Linked DNA regions of Sus scrofa: region 2 is linked to region 1. Evidence: chromatin contacts called from public HiChIP or PLAC-seq data. All regions are on one chromosome and are shown on one strand. Each heading gives the region's core, a stretch centred on a gene start, on an enhancer-like site or on the middle of the called end of the contact. The rest is flanking DNA. Distances are from core to core; before and after follow the strand shown. Region 1 overlaps LOC110257245 (a long non-coding RNA gene). Region 2 overlaps ADAMTS6 (A disintegrin and metalloproteinase with thrombospondin motifs 6).

The links. HiChIP or PLAC-seq counts read pairs in DNA pulled down with a chosen protein or histone mark.
Region 2: an H3K27ac HiChIP or PLAC-seq map of alveolar macrophages shows a contact between it and region 1. The contact joins two enhancer-like sites. A contact is called at or near these places in 1 of 47 Hi-C or Micro-C datasets (embryonic fibroblasts) and 1 of 2 datasets of contacts at active chromatin or transcription factors (alveolar macrophages).

Annotation. Positions count from the first base shown.
Region 1 is chr16:43,617,427-43,620,981 of Sscrofa11.1, forward strand. All of the region lies in intron 2 of LOC110257245 (a long non-coding RNA gene), which reads right to left. Among named protein-coding and RNA genes, the nearest start is that of CWC27, 270 kb to the left of the region's middle. Within about 2 kb of position 1,700, at least 8 of the 83 cell types and tissues checked have an H3K27ac peak or open chromatin away from gene starts, as enhancers often do. A contact at or near this core is called in alveolar macrophages, where this site is marked.
Region 2 is chr16:43,751,995-43,755,735 of Sscrofa11.1, forward strand. All of the region lies in intron 19 of ADAMTS6 (A disintegrin and metalloproteinase with thrombospondin motifs 6), which reads right to left. Among named protein-coding and RNA genes, the nearest start is that of ADAMTS6, 260 kb to the right of the region's middle. Within about 2 kb of position 1,352, at least 5 of the 83 cell types and tissues checked have an H3K27ac peak or open chromatin away from gene starts, as enhancers often do. A contact at or near this core is called in alveolar macrophages, where this site is marked.

The sequences.
Region 1 (3,555 bases), core at 450-2,949:
ATGATAATCACTTTCTGTCTACTTTCTTATTTAATCATCCCAAGATCCTTATGAAGCAGCTGGTATTATTTTACAGATAAAAAATTGAGAACTTGTTCATTTCCAGCAAATACAAAGGAGTCATAAATATAAAGAAATAGATACAGGCACCTGAGATCTTGTTAGTTTCCAAAAAGCACAAAAGCCATAAATGTCAAAAATAGATACAGTGCTTAGTGCCAAAATGTGCTTCAGTGGTTGAACTAGAACTCTTTGAGTTGAAAATATGTTTACATTCACATTTTATTTAAATTTATTTTTTAACTGAAAAGAGAGTCATCTGGGACTAATTTAAGTTCTTCAAGACCTAATGGTCTTGATAAGTCCATTTATCACGTTGTTTTATGGAATAATTCAGATAAGCATGTTTGGCAAGCGCTAATTATCACACAGAGTACCAAAAACTGATAAAGCCTGGCCTACACAGACTTGACTAGACAGAGCACAGGAGAGCTGTTTTCCAGTTTGGTTGTAAACTCTTGTTCTGTGGAGTCAAAAATAACATGGCTATGCTGCACAGACCATAGGATGGACAGCCCAGCTCTGACCTGTGAATGCGTCCATACAGTTCCAAAGAAAATGAAACGGACTTAACCTTCCTATCTTGGGATTTTAGAGACATTGTGAATTGCCTGCAAAGCCAAATTACTATATATTTCAGTCATATGGCGCAATAGTTACCACTTATTTCCACCTCTACTTATAAGATAAAGTGAAGAACAAAATGGGTTTCAGTTTGTCTCTTAATAAATATCAATCATGCAGAAATGAAAAATTCATCAAAGATTCATAGTTTCTATTTGTTTTTTTTTTTTAAATAAGATTTCCTCTCCCCACAAAACCACAAAACAAATTTTCCCTTCTTTATACTTGTTGAAAGAGAATTAAATTCTCAAGTGGAAATTTTGTTTTCTTCTAATTCCTGACAAACTGTGTCCTACACCTGAACCACAAGGTAGGAAAGCAGCTGAGTCATTTAAAGAAGCATTTTGTTCTCGATCCTGCCATTCAGTATCACGGGGTGTGATGAAAACTGGAACAAATATGGAAATCACAGGAGTGCCAGAACATTACATTTAAAAAATGGAATTATTTGAGTCAATCTGGAATGTCTGGTTCTTTTAGTTTAGGCCTCATGGGTAGCATTGTGCTTCAAAAACAACTTGAACTGGCTACCAGGATTCCAGAAGGGTAACATAATCTTGTACCTTTGTGGAAAGATGCTTATCTTTGTCTCCTGTTAGCAGGAGGAGGCTGGCTTCTTCCACCTTTTCAAGTTTCCAAGTGAAAATTATTCAAATAAATTCCAAACCTGAACAGAATTTGGAAAAGAGTGGGAAGAGGTAATTTCTCCAATCTTTTCAGTGTGTCTTTATTTGAAATAAATGCCCAGCATAAATCAAATCCTCTACAGCTAGGCGCTTGGGGAAGGTTCATCCTTACCACTTCCCTTAAGTGATTTGGCAAGTAGAGAAAAGGTCTCAGAGCTAGTAATCCCGAATACAAGACTCAGACCGGCCAAGGAGACAGAGACACTTAATGAAGACTCAGGAGATGGCAGCAGCTCCACTCTCCTTCTGGAAAATGCAGCCTAGAACCTGGGACCTCCACCCCCCAGAGGGATACTGCTGCCTCTGCAAAGGCCTCCACTGAGGGCTGTGTACACAGGGCAGGTCTCTTCTCCCCTGTCACTAGTGCACAATGTTGAAGGGGTGTTGTCAGACCTCAGAAAGGGGTTGGGGAAAACCAAAGGGAATTACAACATACAAAGGAAGGAATTTTAAGCTGTGTCATCCAACAAAGGGAAAAAAAATCTTCACCAAGTTAAGGGACACACCCAAACTCCTAACCTTGTTGACTTGTGGTCATAGAGTGGTGATAGATCCCCAGGCACATTTGGGACTCTGGAGCTTCTGCCCATGCAGGCTGCTTTAACTCCATCATTTTTTCTCTTCTCCCTGCAGTCCCCATGTCCATGCCTGGCCCATCCTGTCTAGAAGACTCTAATTTTAGACTCCAGCAGGACAATCCACAGTGCTTCAAGAGACTTGAGGGTCCAGTTCCCTAGAACTTGCAGGCTTCACCTTTGGTCTAGGTTGCAGAAATGCCTCTGAATTCTTCCACTTGGAAAGCCCAGCATGCGCACATACAGGCATTCCCCTGCCATACCATTATCGCAACAAAGAAACGGAACGTTGATACAATAACATCGTCTAATGCAGTGCTTCTCAATCTGTAATGTGCTTATAAACCATTGGGCTGGGGGTTGAAACTGCATTTCTGAGAAGCTTCCAGGTTCTGCTGCCATAAGTGGTCAGCTGCCCACACTCTAAATAGCAGGGAGCTAATTAATATACAATCCATACTCAACTTTCTTCAATTGTTGTAAAACATATTTTGACAATTCTTTTTTCCCTGATTCAGGATCTAGTCAGGAACTATACATTACATTTGGCTGCCATGTCCCTTTAGACAGAGGATGTGAGCTTTTTATTGGCTGCTTACTTAGTTATACAAAGACCCAGTGCAAGTGTTGACATTTCCCCTTGTGAGATCCCCCGTGATATTCTTGGACAGGGACCACCCTCCTCACACTCTCAGGAAGGGAGAGGCAGAGGCGAGCCATGTCTTGTCCAGTTGCCTACGGAAGGGATCACCCAGAGAAGACACTGTAATGGTTAGGCCCATTGTGGTCTTTTTTACGCAAACCACATACAATGACCTGGATTTTCAGAGGCAAGTACAGGGATATGGCGCCTACCTCAGAATAGCGGCAAAACATTCAAACATTGCTGCAAAGGAGTTTTATTGTCCTTGCTTCTAGCCTTGACGATCTTATCATGGGAAAAGAATCTAAAAAAGAATGGATATATGGGAGTTCCCATCGTGGCACAGTGGAAACGAATCCGACTAGGAACCATGAGGTAACAGGTTTGATCCCTGGCCTCACTCAGTGGGCTCAGGATCCGGCGTTGCCGTGAGCTGTGCTGTAGGTCGCAGACACCGCTCAGATCTGGCATTGCTGTGGCTGTGGCGTAGGCTGGCAGCTGTAGCTCCAATTAGACCCCTAGCCTAGGAACCTCCATATTCTGAGGGTGCAGTCCTAAAAAACAAAAACAAAGAAACAAAAAAGAATGGATATATGTATATGTATAACTGATTCACTTTGCTGTACACCTGAAACTAACACAACATTGTAAGTCAACTATACTCTAATAAAATTTTTAAAAAATTTTAAATATCTTATCCACCCTCTCCAGAGAAATTAGAGTCCAATGCTACATACAAGCATGGTGACACTCAGTTGGTGTGCAAAATTCATCTTATTTTTCAGAGCTTACAGTTTAGATAAACTTAATCCTTTCTATAATAACTCTCCTGAGGGCTCCCGCAGGATGTGCTACAGGGACCTGTCCAAATCCCGCTATGCTCTCCAGTGTGGGCTCTGCAGTCCTCTCCCTCGCTTCATGTGCCCATCACTACTGCCTCGGCAACCCCGTCAGAGTAGCCTTTGCT
Region 2 (3,741 bases), core at 102-2,601, 130 kb after region 1:
GTGTAGGTTGCAGATGTGGTTCGGACCTGGCATTGGTGTAGGCCAGCAGGTGAAGCTCCAGCTTGACCCCTAGCCAGGGAACTTCCATATGCTATAGGTGTGGCCATAAAAAGAAAAAAATGTAATAGCAATAAAAAGAATCAATTGGACATTCCACTGTGGCTCTGCAGGTTAAGGACCCAACATAGTCTCCGTGAGGATGTGGGTTTAATTGCACTGGCCTCACTCAGTGGGTTAAGGATCAGGTGTTGCCAGAAGCTGCGGCACAAGGTGCTGATGTGGCCCTGATCCAGTATTGCTGTGGCTGTGGCACAGGCCTGCCGCTGCAGCTCCAATATGACCCATAGCCTGGGAACTTGCATATGCCACAGATGCGGCCATTAACCACCCCCCCAAGACTTCTCAGTTTTGATTTCAGCAAGTTACTTCACGTGAGTTTTATCTGCAAAATGGAAATAACAATAGAAATGCCTATCTTATGATGGTATTGAAAATGAGCAAATGAAACAGGATCCAGAGTTATTTAAAAATGGCATTAAAAAATGTTTCATAAACTGTAAAATTTTACTTGTAATTATATAGCTGAAATAGATACATTTATCATTAAAAAGACTAGTTCAATGTGCTTACAACTAAAATATGGATTATTACCTAAAAGATTTGTCTCTTGTTTTAATAGACATTTACTTTATGAAATCTAAATGTTTAACCCAATATTTTTGAAGTATGGTTTCTGAACCACTGTCACCAGCATCCTGGGAAATTTGATAGAAATGCAAATTTTTGGAGTCTGCCCCAAATTTACCAAATCAGAAACTGGAGGCAGAACCTAGCAATCTTATTTGAACAAGCTCTCCAAGTGATTCTGATTCAGGCTAAAACTTGAAAACCACACATCTAACAAAAAAAAGAGTATATAAAATTAAAATCAAAGGATGAATAAACATTATTATTTAAAACTTAAAAAGTCACAGTGCAAAGGCATATAAGCATGAATTACTACTAAAGAATACTCCTAAAGCTTCATATTTTAAAATAATACAATTCTCACTACCCAGCCAAGCATTATTATTTAACACATTAATCATGAATACAATAGTGGCATATAAATTTGGGAGTCACATTAATTGCAGAGTGTACAATAGTTTGGATAAGGAATAAAGAAACAAAATTCTAGTAGGAGTAACAATGGTTCAGAAAATAGTCAAGTTTTACTTCACTGGGCTCAGGTTTCTTTCAGAGAAAGAGTCACAACTGTATCTTAAAAATCACATTTATCCTGAAGACAACACCCTACAGCATCTCAATGTTCTTATTTAGTCTAAGGAAGTGTGTCATCACTGACTCAGAGAAAAGACCATTTCTTGGACTGAATCACAGCAATGCTTCCTGTAGCCTTAGATTTGTCATTGGGTCTGCTAAGCAACAGAAAAACAGGCTCGAAATTTCTTATCTTAAAAGATCTCATATGAGAAAACTATCCATATTCCCAAACTCAAAGTCCAAAGATACTGCCATTAATAAGACATATACACAATAGCACAGGCAAGAACATTGAGGAGTCTTGTGAGATGGCAACTAAAAGTTCTTTGAGAGCTTTCTTTTCCTCTTTTTCTATTTTAAAAAGTTTTGGTAGCCTCAAGATATCTAGCACCACCTTGGAAAGATGAGAGTGGAGTATCCCAATTAAGAACTCATCATAGTATTCATCCTTAGTTCCCGAGTGAAAACTAAGAAGAAATGATCTTTCCCTAAAGGACTCCTTAACTGTAGCTGAAGTTCCATTTAACATTACTGAGATAACTCTGGCTCTCTCTTTAAGATTCCTGAGTCCTAAGGGATTTGCCTCCTATAGTTAAAGAACTTGGGGTTAAAAGTGGGGGTATGTGTAGGAAGATTAATTCCAATAATTGGTATTAGTACTCTATATCCTAGGGAATATGTTGAAGTAAAGTATTCAAAGTAAAGAACACAAAAGAGAGGAACTTGATTTCACTAGCTATGCTAATCAAAATTACATTGTCTTTCCTTGGTAATCACTTTGCTCCACCTAATAAGAAAAGCAGCGATTCTAAACTCTCATCTTCCTCCCTGGAAAGAATAACACAAATATATAATTGCCAAAATGAGTAATTCTTTTTTCTCATTCACTTATCTGTAAACATTTATTGAGTTCCTATATATTCCAGACATTTTTCTAGGTGCAAAATGAGTCTAGAGAGATACATAAACTTCAGTGATGACGACATGGATTCTACGTGTCTAGAGCTAGGTTTAAGTTTCTCTCTCAATCAGGACCAGTGGTACTCAAAACTTGAGCGAGCATCAGAGTCACTTGGACAGCTTGTTAAAACACAGATTTCAGGGCCCTACCCAGAGAGATTCTGCTCAGTAGGTTTGAGATAGGACCCCAAAGTAAGCATTTCTAATAAATTCTCAGGTGACACTGATGCTGCTGGTCCAGGGACCACACTTTGAGAACCACTTACCAAGAAATGACAGCTCATCACACTATGCCTGCTCACTTTCAAACACTGTACATCTCTCTTCCAAATATCTAGGATCAATAGCTCCAGAAGAGAAGAAAGAAGTACAAATAACAAAGAGAAAATTCTCTTTCCAGGAGCTTTCCTCCCTCCCTGTTTTTCTTTTGTTTTATCCCCTAGCATAAGAAATCAGTCCTCTAATGTGGTTTCTCAATACAAGTGTTATAGAAAAGAATAATACACTCAGATATTTCATATTTCTTTACTTTAATAAAGTCATAGCTTTTCTTCTAAATTCAGTTCTTTTGGACTCCCCCCTCTCCTTTTGTTGAACTACCTCCTTTCCGAACAAAAAAATCACAGAGTTAGAAAGAACATTAAGGATTCACTTAATCCCTCCTTGGCCTCAGACAAGACTGTATCTAAACCATCCCCAAATATAGCAATTTTCAGTACAAAGATGAACAGGCACTAAGAATTTCCCATTCAACATTCCATCACAAACTTAAAGATAGTAATATACTTTTCTTCAGTCTTCTCTTCTCCAAGCTAATCAACCTCGACATTTAGAGTCTCTTCATTATATTTCCTAAACTTTAAATTATTTTGCCTCTTTTTAAATAACCTTATCCCACCTACCTCAGGGCCTGAATTATGTATTTACTATTATCATGAAGACTTGTTTTTGTTATGTGAAAAGGGGAAAGTTAATTTATAGATTAAATAAAAAGGAATTTAATTGGAACAAAGAAAGAAATGTATATATAAATAAATGCCACAATAATGTAACTTAATGGCATTCACTTGAACAATTAATTTCAAATATCCTTTATCTTATTAAAAGAAATAGTAATGCTTTATACTTTTTCAAACTTTATACTATAAATCACTAGCCATTTCACACATAAAACAGATGGGAATTAGAGATCTTTTTAAATATGCCACAGATGATGCACAACCATGTTTCATGACACTTCACTCAGGAGGAAAACATTATTATTAATTTGTTTTCTTTGTGTAATGTTTACTACTGAAGTTGGAGTTGCAGTTTATTATTAATTTCTGTATGAATCTAAAATTACTGAATCTATTAATTTCAGTGAAAATAATTTCTCAGATTCAAGCTTTAAGAATCAGAAGTGTTTAGAGATTCAATGAGTATAGGTCAAGATAGGAAGTCCATGTAAATCATATGCTTCTGAGCAATTTAAAAGGAAAAACAGGTGATACATTGGAATATGGGATAAAATGGGAT